Linked DNA regions of Gossypium hirsutum: region 2 is linked to region 1. A link is a contact called in public Hi-C data. All regions are on one chromosome and are shown on one strand. The core of a region is the stretch at or near the end of the contact, and the rest is flanking DNA. Distances in the headings are between cores, read along the strand shown.

Region 1 (6,201 bases), core at 2,101-4,600:
TCTCCCCCAAATATTTTACTTTACATTTAATTAAACTTTCCAAGCATTACATAAAATGGTGTTAAAAAAAATAACACTTCCACAATGTGCGGCAACCAAGCCTATTTATAGGTTGATACAAACAACTCCTTTGACATGTTTAGATAAACTTTAAACTCTCATTTAGAAGTTCAAATTATCCCATAAAATATCTAAAGTAATTATCTCAAAAAATATTTTATAATTAAATCTTCCAACAATTTCAAATACTTTGGAAGATAAGGATAATGGTAAAGGTGAGTATCAACAAAAGTTTCAAACTCCTCCTTCTCTTAGGTTGTCGATTGGAAGATAATAATCATATGTTGTAGCACGAAATTACATTCTCACTTGTTGCTAAACAAGATTAAATAATAAGTCATGTCATTAAAAAGCTAAACATGCTAGCACAAAATCTTTTACTACACCAAAATTGTTGTTTTATATGTTGTTTGAACATAAAATGCAACAACAGAAATAGTCAAAGTTCCATCATATCTCACTAACATAAAGAGCACAACACTCTTTCTTTTTTCTTTTCACCATGTAATACAAGTTTTTTGGTGAAATTTTTTTTAGAAAATCTCTTACTTTTAGATTGTTCTTTTTTTTTTTAAGAAAATGGAAGCAAATTTACAACGCAATAGAAACTAAGAGACTAGTGTTATAAAGATTAAGCAATTTGGGTATTTGATATTTATTTTTCTTTCATGAGAAAAATTGAAGAGAATTTCACTAAAAAATAATTGGGTATTCGATGCTTGGTTGTATTGTTTTGAATTCTTTAAGTTATTTTCATCAACCAAAAAAAAAATCTCAAATTTTTTGAAAGTGAAATGCTCTACAATTTTTTTAAGGAAAGAAAGACAAATAGCAAATACTCAAATTGTTTAATTATGTTGTAAATCTGCTTCCAATTTTTTGGCTTAAAAATTTTATCCAATTTTTTTAAGCCTAAAACTTGTATTTCACTGTGAAAAAGAAAAAAAAATGAGAAAGATTAGGTGTTGTGCTATTTATTTTAGTGAAATGGATTAAATCTTAAATCTAAGACTTAGGTTTATTTATTTTGATCTAGGGTTAGAAATAATTTGGTTATCATTATTCTCATTTTAAGAGTTCTCACTATAATTGTCACTAAGAGGAACCAAAAATGCAATTTTTATTTAATAAAGAAATTAAAATTTTAAATTGAATTATCAATACTAGAAATTCTATCACATGCATATGCGTGTGAAAATAATAAATTTAGAACACAAATGTGTGTTTAAAAATAATATAAAATAAATAATGAAATATATGGTTTGAAACTAATTAATAATATCACTCAAAATATATACGATATTAAATTAAAAAGATTAGATTAAATTGTTTATCATGGTATTATCGTCAATCTTGAGTTGGTGTTGAGTTAACTTATGATATCAACTCGATTAAGTACGTTATTATTAATATAATATATAAAATTGATGGAGGTAATAAAATATGTATAATAAAATTAAAATGTACGAAAGTATTAAAATAAAGTTTTAATTGAGTGATAAATTAAAATTTTTATTAATGCAATTGTCGTGGGTTCAAATCCAACCAAGAATAATTTTTTACTGGTATTTTAAAAGTAAAATGACTAAAATACCCTCGAATATTGTAACTTATTTTAATTATAGAATGACGTTTCTCTAATTCTTCTAACTGAGTTGGCGTTTGATTGACTCGTGACACCAACTCAGTCAGAAACTTATAATAGTATAGGTGTATAATTGATAGAGGTAATAAAGTGTGCATAATAAAAACTAAAGTCTATAAAATATTAAAATAAAACTTTAGTTGAGTTGTAAATTAATAGTTTTACTAACGCAATTGGTTTCGATTCAAATATCATTATATGAATATATTTTTATTCTTTTTTAAATAAAAATTAAAAATATCCTCAAATAATATAACTTAATTTAATTATGAAATAGCGTTTTCATAATTTTCTTAACCGTGTTGATATCTCGATTGAAAATGACATAAATTTAATAAAATATTTAATAAATAGTATAGATTTGATTTGATAAAGAGTAGAGGTGCTCATGGGCCAGGTTCGGGCCGGGCCCATAAAAAATTTCGGCCCGGGTCCTAGGCCCGAGCCCGGCCCGGCCCGAAATATGGGCCTAAGATTTTGCCCATGCCCGGCCCGAGAAAAAAATCATAAGCCCGAGCCTGGCCCAGCCCGGCCCATTTTTATTTTAAAAATTTTAAAAAATTAAAAAAATATTTTAAAAATAAAAAAATTAAAAAAAAGTATTTTAAAAATATTTTAAAATTTAAAAATTAAAAAATATATTTTAAAAAGATTTTAAAATTAAAAAAAATTAAAAAAGTATGTAAAAATATTTTAAAATTAAAAAAATAAATATATTTATTATATCGGGTCGGGCCGGGCCCAGATCGAAAAAGTGGTGCCCGAGGCCCGACCCGTTTTTTAAATAGGTCTCGTTTTTTTGCCCAAGCCCATATTTCAGGCCTATATTTTTACCCAAACCCTCTCATATTTCGGGCGGGCCGCCCGGCCCATGATCACCTCTAATAAAGAGGTGGTTATCCCATTTAAATAAAACTTCGGCAAAGCCATATTTCATCCAAAACGCTCCGTATATTATTATTATTGAAATTTGAAGAGGAATTGAGATGAATCAATGCTTGCTTTTCCAGTTTCCAGGGATGAATTTCATAGCTCTAATTGGTGGGGTTATTTTGGAGCTACACAAACTAGAGGGGGCAAGTGGCAACACCTTTGTCGTGGATCGGTGGGTTACACTTGCAACACATGGGCCGAGCCCTACCTCGGCATGCCACATCCTTGTTTGGTTCCGTATTGAAGTTGGTTGGTTCCTACGTCAAAACAAACACTCGCTTTCCCTTCTGACAGATACGTCGATGATATCATATTTTCATTTATTTTTTCTTGGTCTAATTTTGCTATCAATTTCAAAATTTTAGCCCCTATTTGTGTTCAGAAATTGAATCCTTGATTTAGAAATTTAGGACCAAATTCTAATTGCGGAGGTTTTTGATCGCTTGACAAATTTTAAATATATATTTATTTATTTTGTTAAGATGTGTTTGGTCACTTACAAAAATTATAATATCAATTAAAAATATTAAATAATCTTGACTTATCCAGAAGTTAAATTAAAATGAGTTTACTTTTAATATATAAAAACAATTCCCTAACAAAAAGAAATATTTTTTTTAATTGGTATTGTGGATGGAATAGAAGAATTTTTATTCTTTTGCTATAAGTATTGAAGATCCTCTCAGTACCCACGTAGAGTCTCGATAATATATTACCGTGTAAGAACTTTTTTTTATGCATTTGACTATAATATAGTACTTTTGCCATAAAATATGATAAGATAATTACGTGCCAATCATAAAACAAATTGGAGAGCAATTAACTAAATTATTCCAAAATAACTCAAAGTTAAAAATTATTTAAAGTCAATTGAGTTTTAGTTCGATTGGTATTGATATTATTATTAGGGTAGAAAAATATGGGTTTGAGCATATTGAAACATGTTTTGTCTTCTTATTTAGGCTGAGAAGATGTTATGAGTACTTTTAAGTATTATACCTTCCTTGTGACACATGTTTCAATCACCTTTTATTTATTTTTTAATAATTATATTGATAAAGTTTCAATTTTAATCCCTATATTATGATAACATTTGAGATTTATTTTTTTTTATGTTTTAATTTGACATAATTTGGTTTTCAATTTTCACACTGACATTAATTAGTCTAAATAATTGACATCTTTAACTATTTTGATTAAATTTTGTTGTTGATTTTCTTAATAAAACTATTCTAGCTATTTTAAATTTTGGGCTAAATTTTTCTAGCCCAAACAAAAAAACCATTTGTCCAACTAAAATCCCTTAAAACCAGCCCAAACCCTTGCAATTTATTAAACCCAATCCAAGCAAAAAATAAAACAAAATAAATAAATGCAGCCCTAGTAGGCAGCAATCATACCCCTGGCCCCGAACCAAAACTTCTAATTTCTTCCGCCTTGGTTGATTCTGTTAAACATTTGAACAGCCCAAATTTATTGAATTTTCAAATTTGCTTCATCTTTCTCTTTGTTCACTCTCTATTCTTTGCACACTTTAAATACAAAAACATAAAAATAGAGTGTTTAAAAATTTCGGATTTGAGTTGTGAGAAAAAGGTTTCAAACAAAATATGAAGAAGAAAATTTGAAAACTCACGAAAAAAATCTGAAGTCAAAACTTGAAAGAAGATGGAATATGGAAATTGGTTAAACTATATCGTTAGTCACTCTAAATAGGAGTTGTTCCTATTTTGGTCCTCCCAAATTTTCTTTTTGTTAATTTGGTCACCAAAAAGAAAAGAAATTGATCAAATTGGTCACTCCATCGTTAAATAATAATGAAAGACTAATGATTCATTTGTACGAAAAACTTTCGAGATGATTAAAATAAGAACGATCCCTATTTAGAATGATTGACAGGTAGTTTATCCTAATTTTAGAGTGACTAAGGTAGAAATGTGCTATTAGTCTTCTGTTACCATTTAACAGAGTGAAATGGCTAATTTGATCAAGTTTTATTTTCGGCTGACAACATTAACAAAAAAAAATAAAATTAGAGATGACCAAAATAGTAATAACCTATATTTAAAGTCCCTAATGGAATAGTTCACCAAAAATATGTGAAAAAAAGTTTTAAAAGATTTTTTTAAAAAAATAATATAAAATTTTAAATATTTTGTGACATTCAAATTGTGCAAAATGGTCAACTATCTAATCTATTTTAAATAATACCATAATGAGTTATTTTTACTATTTTATTGTGAGTGAATTAGAAATTAGTGGTTTGACCGATTCGATTATTGATCTAATTTTGAAAATCTTGCAAAAGGGTTAATATATATATTTGATTATTGAATTTGTCCAATTGTATCTATTTGGTACCTAATTTATTTTTGGACCTAATTGATTCTTAAATTTGTATTTTGTGACACACTTCGGTACTTTCATATTAACTCTTTTAATTTGTGTTGACGTGGCACTAATAGTCAATCAAATGGTGACACGTGGCATTCTCTTAACACGACACATGGCAAAAAAATTAAAAATCTAAAAATTAATAATTTCTTTAAAAACTAATAATTTTAATAAGAAATATCTTTAATTTAAATGGTCTTAATTTTTATAATTTTTTCAAGTTTATATTTATTTTACAAATTATCTTTTTTCATAAATTTATATATATTTGTATTATAGCACCTCTTATCTGTCTCGACATCCAATATGGATAGGAGATGTTACTAGAACACATACATAACAAACTCTCAAGAACATTTAAGAAATAGAACTTTAAAAAGATTTAATTAAAATCTTAGAAACAATACAAACTAATTTTGAAGAATTTAAAAACATCTTAAAATCATTTAGAAATTTTTCGTAGGTGATCAAAGATGTTTATGATCAAATACAAGCTTCAAAGAGCTCAAAACAATGCAGTGACACTTGCCAAGGGGAAAGGTGTTGGTAGACTCTAGGTACTTATAACACCCCTTTCCTGTCTTGATGTACGTAACGAGTGGGAGGTGGAAATTTTCATTTCTTACTATTTTGAAACTTCCATTTTCTCTTTCAAGAACCATAAATTTGATGAAAATGATGAAGGAAATGAATTTGGATGGAAGTTTTCCAAATGATTTCATTAAAAATCAAGGAGAGTGTTGAATTTTTTAAGAAAAAATTGAAGGAAAACAAGAAAAGAAAGAAAAGGGAGTAAGCTATCCCACGGGGAGGCATTACCAGCTTCCATGGCTAAATTGGTAGTTGATTTCCCTCATTCTTCTCTTTTAAAATCTCATAGTTGCGCCTAAAACCCACATACAAAATTTCTAAGTCCAAAGTTAAATAAATTATGGTCCACTCTTCAAAATTATGATCCAAATGGTCCAATAAATTCCATATATCAAATTTATCATGTAAATAATATTTCTATTATAAAAATTTTGAGAATTGACAAAAGTGTTCTTTTGGGGCAAAATTATCTTTTTGTCCCTTTTATTCTTCTAAACACAATTTCTTCACCATAGTAGGTAATTAACAAAACCAAATATCAAAATTCACATACAACCTTTAATATGAATTTATGGATG
Region 2 (5,876 bases), core at 1,823-4,322, 48 kb before region 1:
GGTACACATAGGCTATGGCTCTACTTCTCCCACTGCCTGAAGACTTGCTTTCTTCTCCATGTCTTGTATGGTTTCGCCATTCAAGCCCTTAAGTTCCTTCTCTCCAGACTCGGGCTCTACAGGCAGCTGCATCTTGTACTGATGTCTTGATGCAAAGATTAGAAAAACCAAGAAATTCAAGAATCCTAAGACTGCAAGTAACCAATAGAAGTTATTTAACTTTCCTTTATTCAAATTATTCCTAAGCCAGTTCCTGTTGGTTACATGGTCGACGATAGACACCAGCAAACTGCTCACAAAGAACCCCATTGAAATGGTGCTCAGGAAAAGCCCTGTGCTCATGGATTTCATCCGGTCTGGTGCCTCTCTAATAAAGAACTCAAGTTGTCCAACATAAGCAAAAGCCTCCCCAGCACCAACAAGGAAGAACTGAACAAGTAGCCAAAAAGCACTTATTTTGACTTCTTTCTCTACAGCAATTTCCCTCCTCTCTTTCTCAATAATAGCAGCCCCTACCATAGCAGCTACCGAAAAAACTAGTCCAATCCCAATCCTCTGGAGGCTAGTGATTCCCTGGGGATTATGGGTGATTTTTCGAGCCAAGGGAACGAAAAATTTTTCATTTAGGGAAGTGAAGAGGAGAATGCTGATAATGAGAAAAGCGGAGAAAGATCCTGCGGGGATTACGAAAGAGCCAATTTTGCGGTGCATGATGGTGGCTTGCTCAACTGTAAATGTAGTCATCTGGGAGTAGATTGTCCAGAAGAGTATACACGTAGACCAAATGGGGAGTAATTTTATCACCATTTTTACTTCTTCCACATGGGTCACAGTTGATACTAGCCATGGGTTATTTTTTTCTGCGTTGGCAGCACAGTTGTCGTCTAGGATTGCAGCCTTGTCCAGAAACCTAGTCATCACAAGCAAATTGAAATCAAATTTGGTTACTTTTCTGGCAAATACGTAATTAGTCAATTAATTCTTTTGGCTCTTGATGCAAACATGGTCAGGGAAACTTGGAACGGATTCTACTAATGCATAAATCTAAAAATTAGGTAGAATCTCTTCAGCATGAACCAAAAGAATCTGTTAGGAGCAGGGAGTTGCTTTAAGGCAAAATGAATGGCTAGACACTGATGGGAAAGGGTTAGATATCTGATTTTAGTTGCATTTCATGATCAAGTTAGAAGATTTCCTTTCCCTCTGCCTTTCTTTGCGGGGCCCTACCTTTTACTATTTATTTTTCTTTTTAATATCTGTTGTGTATGAACTATGTTACGCATATTGGGCTACGAATGTTAGATTATGTGTCTACATAGATACGATTTTTTTTATTTTTTAATAATCTACTTGGAAGGTTTGATCCTCAAACCCATATCTAATCATATGAGGGTTGGAGCAACATATGAACTGACAATGAAGCAAAATCCTTCAATTTGTATAAAAATAGCTTTACACTAGCTCAATTTAGAATTAAAATGGTTTGATGTTCTTGAATCAGAGAAAAGTTTTGCGAATAAAAATGAAATTTAAGTTTGGGTTTTGAATCTGATGCAAGTGAAAATCAAACCAAAACTCTGCAATTAATTTGCAACTGTTGTGAAAACAAAGATGTGGCATGAAAACCAAATGGGATCGGACTTACTTGAATCTTGGCGTGTAGGGAACCTTTCGGTTGTCGTAATCGTTCAAGAGGCTGGGGTGGGAAGGATAAGGCTGTTTTTTCTTCTTCAATGCCAATAATAGAACCCTCCATACGATAGTTAAAGGGCTCCCCTGAGGCTTTTTGAACCTGTACCATGGAGTCCCACAAATCAAAACCGCTACCGCAATCACCATTGTTACTGCTGAAATCCCGTATCCCCACCCTCTTCCTACATTGTCTTGTATATACACCAGCACAATCACCGCAAACAATGACCCCAGGCTGATGCCGAAATAGAACCTATTGAAGAAGAAAATCATAGCCTTCTCCTCCTTGGGGTCTCCCACGTCGAACTGATCCGACCCAAAACCCGAGACATTAGACTTTATTCCCCCACCACCAAGTGCTGTTGTGTACAGTGCCGCATACAGCAAAGCCAGTTGCCGGCCGTTTGCCTCGATGCACTCGTGATGCTTCCTTCTGTAGTCATCACAGTAAGGAGGCCTCATGCTGGGAATTGTCGTAGCCAGTGTCAATAAAATCACTCCCTGAGTTTAAGATGAGATGGCAGCCAAAAAAAAGTTATATTTGTTTGCAAAGACGTAGACGTAAAGATATCAACTTTTTTATTTCTTATTATCGGTAAGGGAAACCTGACCAGAGCAGTTATGGATGCAGAAAGTGCCACAGTCAAGTATCGGCCGAGTTTGGCATCGGCTAAGAAACCTCCGAGGAGACCAAGCAGATTAAGAGCGCCCATGAAGTTGGTAACGATAGTTGCGGATTTTGCTGCTGAGATATGCAAATCTCCAACTAAGTACGTCACCAAATTCATAGATATGCCCATCACACATATCCTCTCAGAGAGCTCAGATCCTGCACACCAAAAATTTCCCTTCATATTAGCAAAAGAAGAAAGATGGGGACCAAGGTACACCGCACTTTTAAGCTTCTGAAATTCATCGTGAAACACCTAAGATGAGCCCTGCAGCGAGCCATCCACCGGTTTTCGACTTGTCCACCGGATTCCCCCGGAAATCAACCACGGTTCCCTCATTTGAATCATCTTTCTCACCATGGCTTTCAACCAAAACCTATGAGCATCCAAAGCAAAATCCAGGCAACAAAGAAACTATTCATCATATGATCAATTATATTCAAACATGCTAATAATAACTTTATAGAATGTATACCATACCATGATTTTAACTGCGCGCAAGAGAGAGAGAGGAAAATAGTAATGTTTAGCTCCAAATATGTTATGAGGGGGAAACAGCAGGGGAGAAGTGCATGATTGGGGGTGGGGAATGCATGATAAGGGCCTGGGTACCCACTAGCTGTATCTTCCGAGTTTCCCCCAACTTGTGGTCGGGAGAGAGGTTTAAAATTTTTGTACAATGTGGTCTTTTTGGTGTTATTATCATCCTGTGTTGATGCATCTAAGAGGATTGTGTATAGTTTTACCTTTACATTTTCATTTAACTTGCAGGTTAGAAGCGTGGTATCAAGTATCAGAATAGACTTTGAGGTAGTATCAATTTAGGATTGAGCATAATAAAAAAATGGTTGGAATAGGAGAGAATGTCGTAGTAAAAAGGAGTCATTATTTATTAGAATTCTGAGGTAAGTTTTCTCTTACAATATTGAATTTTTTAAAATATTTGTATTAAATTTTGTTAAAAAAAAGAAACTTTTAAAGTGTTATATGTTTGGAATTGATAAACCCCTTAATGGAATAATATTATCTTTTGTTAAGGTTTTATCTCTCGAAAATTTGAATACCCCTTATTTTTGTATTAGTTAACTCAAGTGATGGTATAATTACCTATAAAACGCCATACAACATTTTTTCTCAAATTTTCATTTACACAAATACACATTTCTTTAATAGTTAACCGTGCGTCATGATCTAATTTAATAGTTCTCTAATTATGTTCAACCTATCACATCTAACACTCAAACTCTTCGTAAAATCAAAAACTAAAATTTTAATCTATTAAATCAAAAATTTAGTTTGATAATATCAGTTTTCCCTAGACGGATTCTTATCTTTTAGTACCATAATTTGTAATTGCAAAGGTCATCATTTATGGTGTTGTCATGTCATGTAGGGTTATATCGATGATAAACTCTGGACCGTTTGATTGTCACGTCATGTAGTGTTTAGCAACCTTCCATCGCATTTTTGCTTGCTTTTAACCAAATTTTCAATCTTGGAAAGATCAATTGGATTTATTAAATACAAAGAATTTTAGTTCAATGGAGGTTGCCACTCCCATACATCTGCAATTTAATACATCTTTCTTGCCTTTCCACAGGTTTTCACGTTATTAATTTAACCATATTAGAACTATACACTTTTTAAAATGCAATCAAATATTTGACATTATATTCCCTGGAAGATTATATTCAGCATGGTAAATTATGAGTATAGTCTTGCTTTTATTTTCATCATATAATTATAGTTTTTTATTTGCTCATTCAATTTTTTAAAATTAATTATATATCCACATTTTCGTTGTAATTAGTTCAATAACAGAATTTAGAACTGTTTATGGGTCGGGCTATTTATCTATACCTGAAGGTTCGCTGAAATTCGAGAGGATTTGAATAAAAATATTAAGCTCGAAAAATGAATTTGAGTAAAAAAATTAGGCCCGTTTAAAATATGGACTGAGCTCGGGTTTGAACATTCAAGGTCCGAGCCTAGTCCAGCCTGACCTGTTTTAAGTTTATAATATTTTATATTATGTTACTTTTATATATTATGTAATTTAGAACACATTAAAAAAAGTAAATCTATATTAAATATATAATACTACTCTAATGTAAACATTAAAATAATGTTAAGATGGCTATATAAAAAATTATAAAATTATAAAATATTAAAATGATATAATATAAATATATTTTTTTAAAAATTTAAAAATAATATGAGTAGACCTAAAATTGGTTTGGGTTAGTCTTTTACAAATATTAGTGGGTTTGGGCAAAATTTTAGACTCAAATTTCGAGTTGAACCAGACTTAGACAAGTATAAAGTATGTTAATACCATACTTAGACCCAACTTGAACCCGGTCCATAAACACCTCTAACAGAATTCTAATGTGGATCTTTTTATTAACATATAGCCATTCAATATTTACACATTCAATCAATTAGATCTTAAATCTAAAAAATTCAAAAACCTCAATGTTTAAAAAATTTATCATTTCAATTCTATTTTTTAAAAAAATCTAAAATATTTAGTCCTCAACATTTATAAAATTTGTTAATTTAGTTATAATTCTAAAAAATATTCCAAAATAAATTAAAAAAATTCGATAACAAATTATAAAAATGATTTAAAAATGAAAATATTATAAAAAAATCAAATAAAAACATATGTATTAAAAAAATCAAATATACGAAAAGAAAAGAAAAATACCAAATGACCCTAAAATTTTCCTTTAAACAAATCTGGGTTGGCCATCAATAAGTGGTGGATCTTGTTGGATGTCACCGGTGGGAATTAGGTCAAAGGTTAGCTTTCCTCTAGGTTTGCCATAGTTCCTACTAATAACAAGAAATTAATGAATCTTTTGTTTAGGAATGTCCTTTTTTATATAACTAAACTCTTCTTTTCATGAATTTTTTTTTCCAGATGTTTAAATATATATATATATATCCTTTTCAGTTCGATTGAGACACAGGAATTTTACAAGAATCAAGTTAAGAGATAATTACATTTAGTCATTGGCACAAATTTTATCAAACAAGAACTAACAATGTACGATTGTAATTCTGGTTATAGTTTTTATTTATTAATATTTGTAGATTTTGTTGTTACCAAAATTTTATCTTTGTTATATCTTTATCTGGGTTTGAAACGTGGTATTCTTAAAAAGCCTCGGAATGAAATTTATGGAGTATTCTTCACGTCTCGTCTTTTAGATCTTCACTAATCACTCAGCCTTTCAGATGAATCACCTCCCATTGACCACCGGCTGATAGTGCGAACATCTCTTACATTAGACCACCCGCCATTGTAAGAAAGTCTACCAACTTTTTAGTGTGAATACTCCTTTTCGAGACTATTAGGGTCCACTTAAGTATAACAATCTCGTACCACTCCAAAATAAATAGCAGAATAGGCTCCACCACGCACTCCATGATGATAGCCCATTGATAATGACTTACCACGTCATTACTACCAAACCAAGGAGTATCTCCTATAAATACCCTCCAAGG

Evidence for each region. Hi-C and Micro-C count contacts between places; a contact is called where the count stands out from the background.
Region 2: a contact with region 1 is called in a Hi-C map of leaf, with 4 times the contacts expected there. The contact joins the promoter of LOC107956194 here to the enhancer-like site in region 1. A contact is called at or near these places in 16 of 34 Hi-C or Micro-C datasets (anther, callus, hypocotyl and 2 more).

The regions. Positions count from the first base shown.
Region 1 is chrD07:38,060,755-38,066,955 of Gossypium_hirsutum_v2.1, reverse strand. No RefSeq gene overlaps it. Among protein-coding and RNA genes, the nearest start is that of LOC107954770, 6.9 kb to the right of the region's middle. Within about 2 kb of position 3,350, at least 2 of the 9 cell types and tissues checked have an H3K27ac peak or open chromatin away from gene starts, as enhancers often do. A contact at or near this core is called in hypocotyl and leaf, where this site is marked.
Region 2 is chrD07:38,108,797-38,114,672 of Gossypium_hirsutum_v2.1, reverse strand. LOC107956194 (protein NRT1/ PTR FAMILY 6.4) reads right to left here and starts at 3,072. Exons shown (of 5, transcript XM_041096596.1): 1 at 2,844-3,072; 2 at 2,619-2,739; 3 at 2,304-2,521; 4 at 1,646-2,193; 5 at 1-910. The coding sequence starts at 2,846. The coding sequence ends at 13.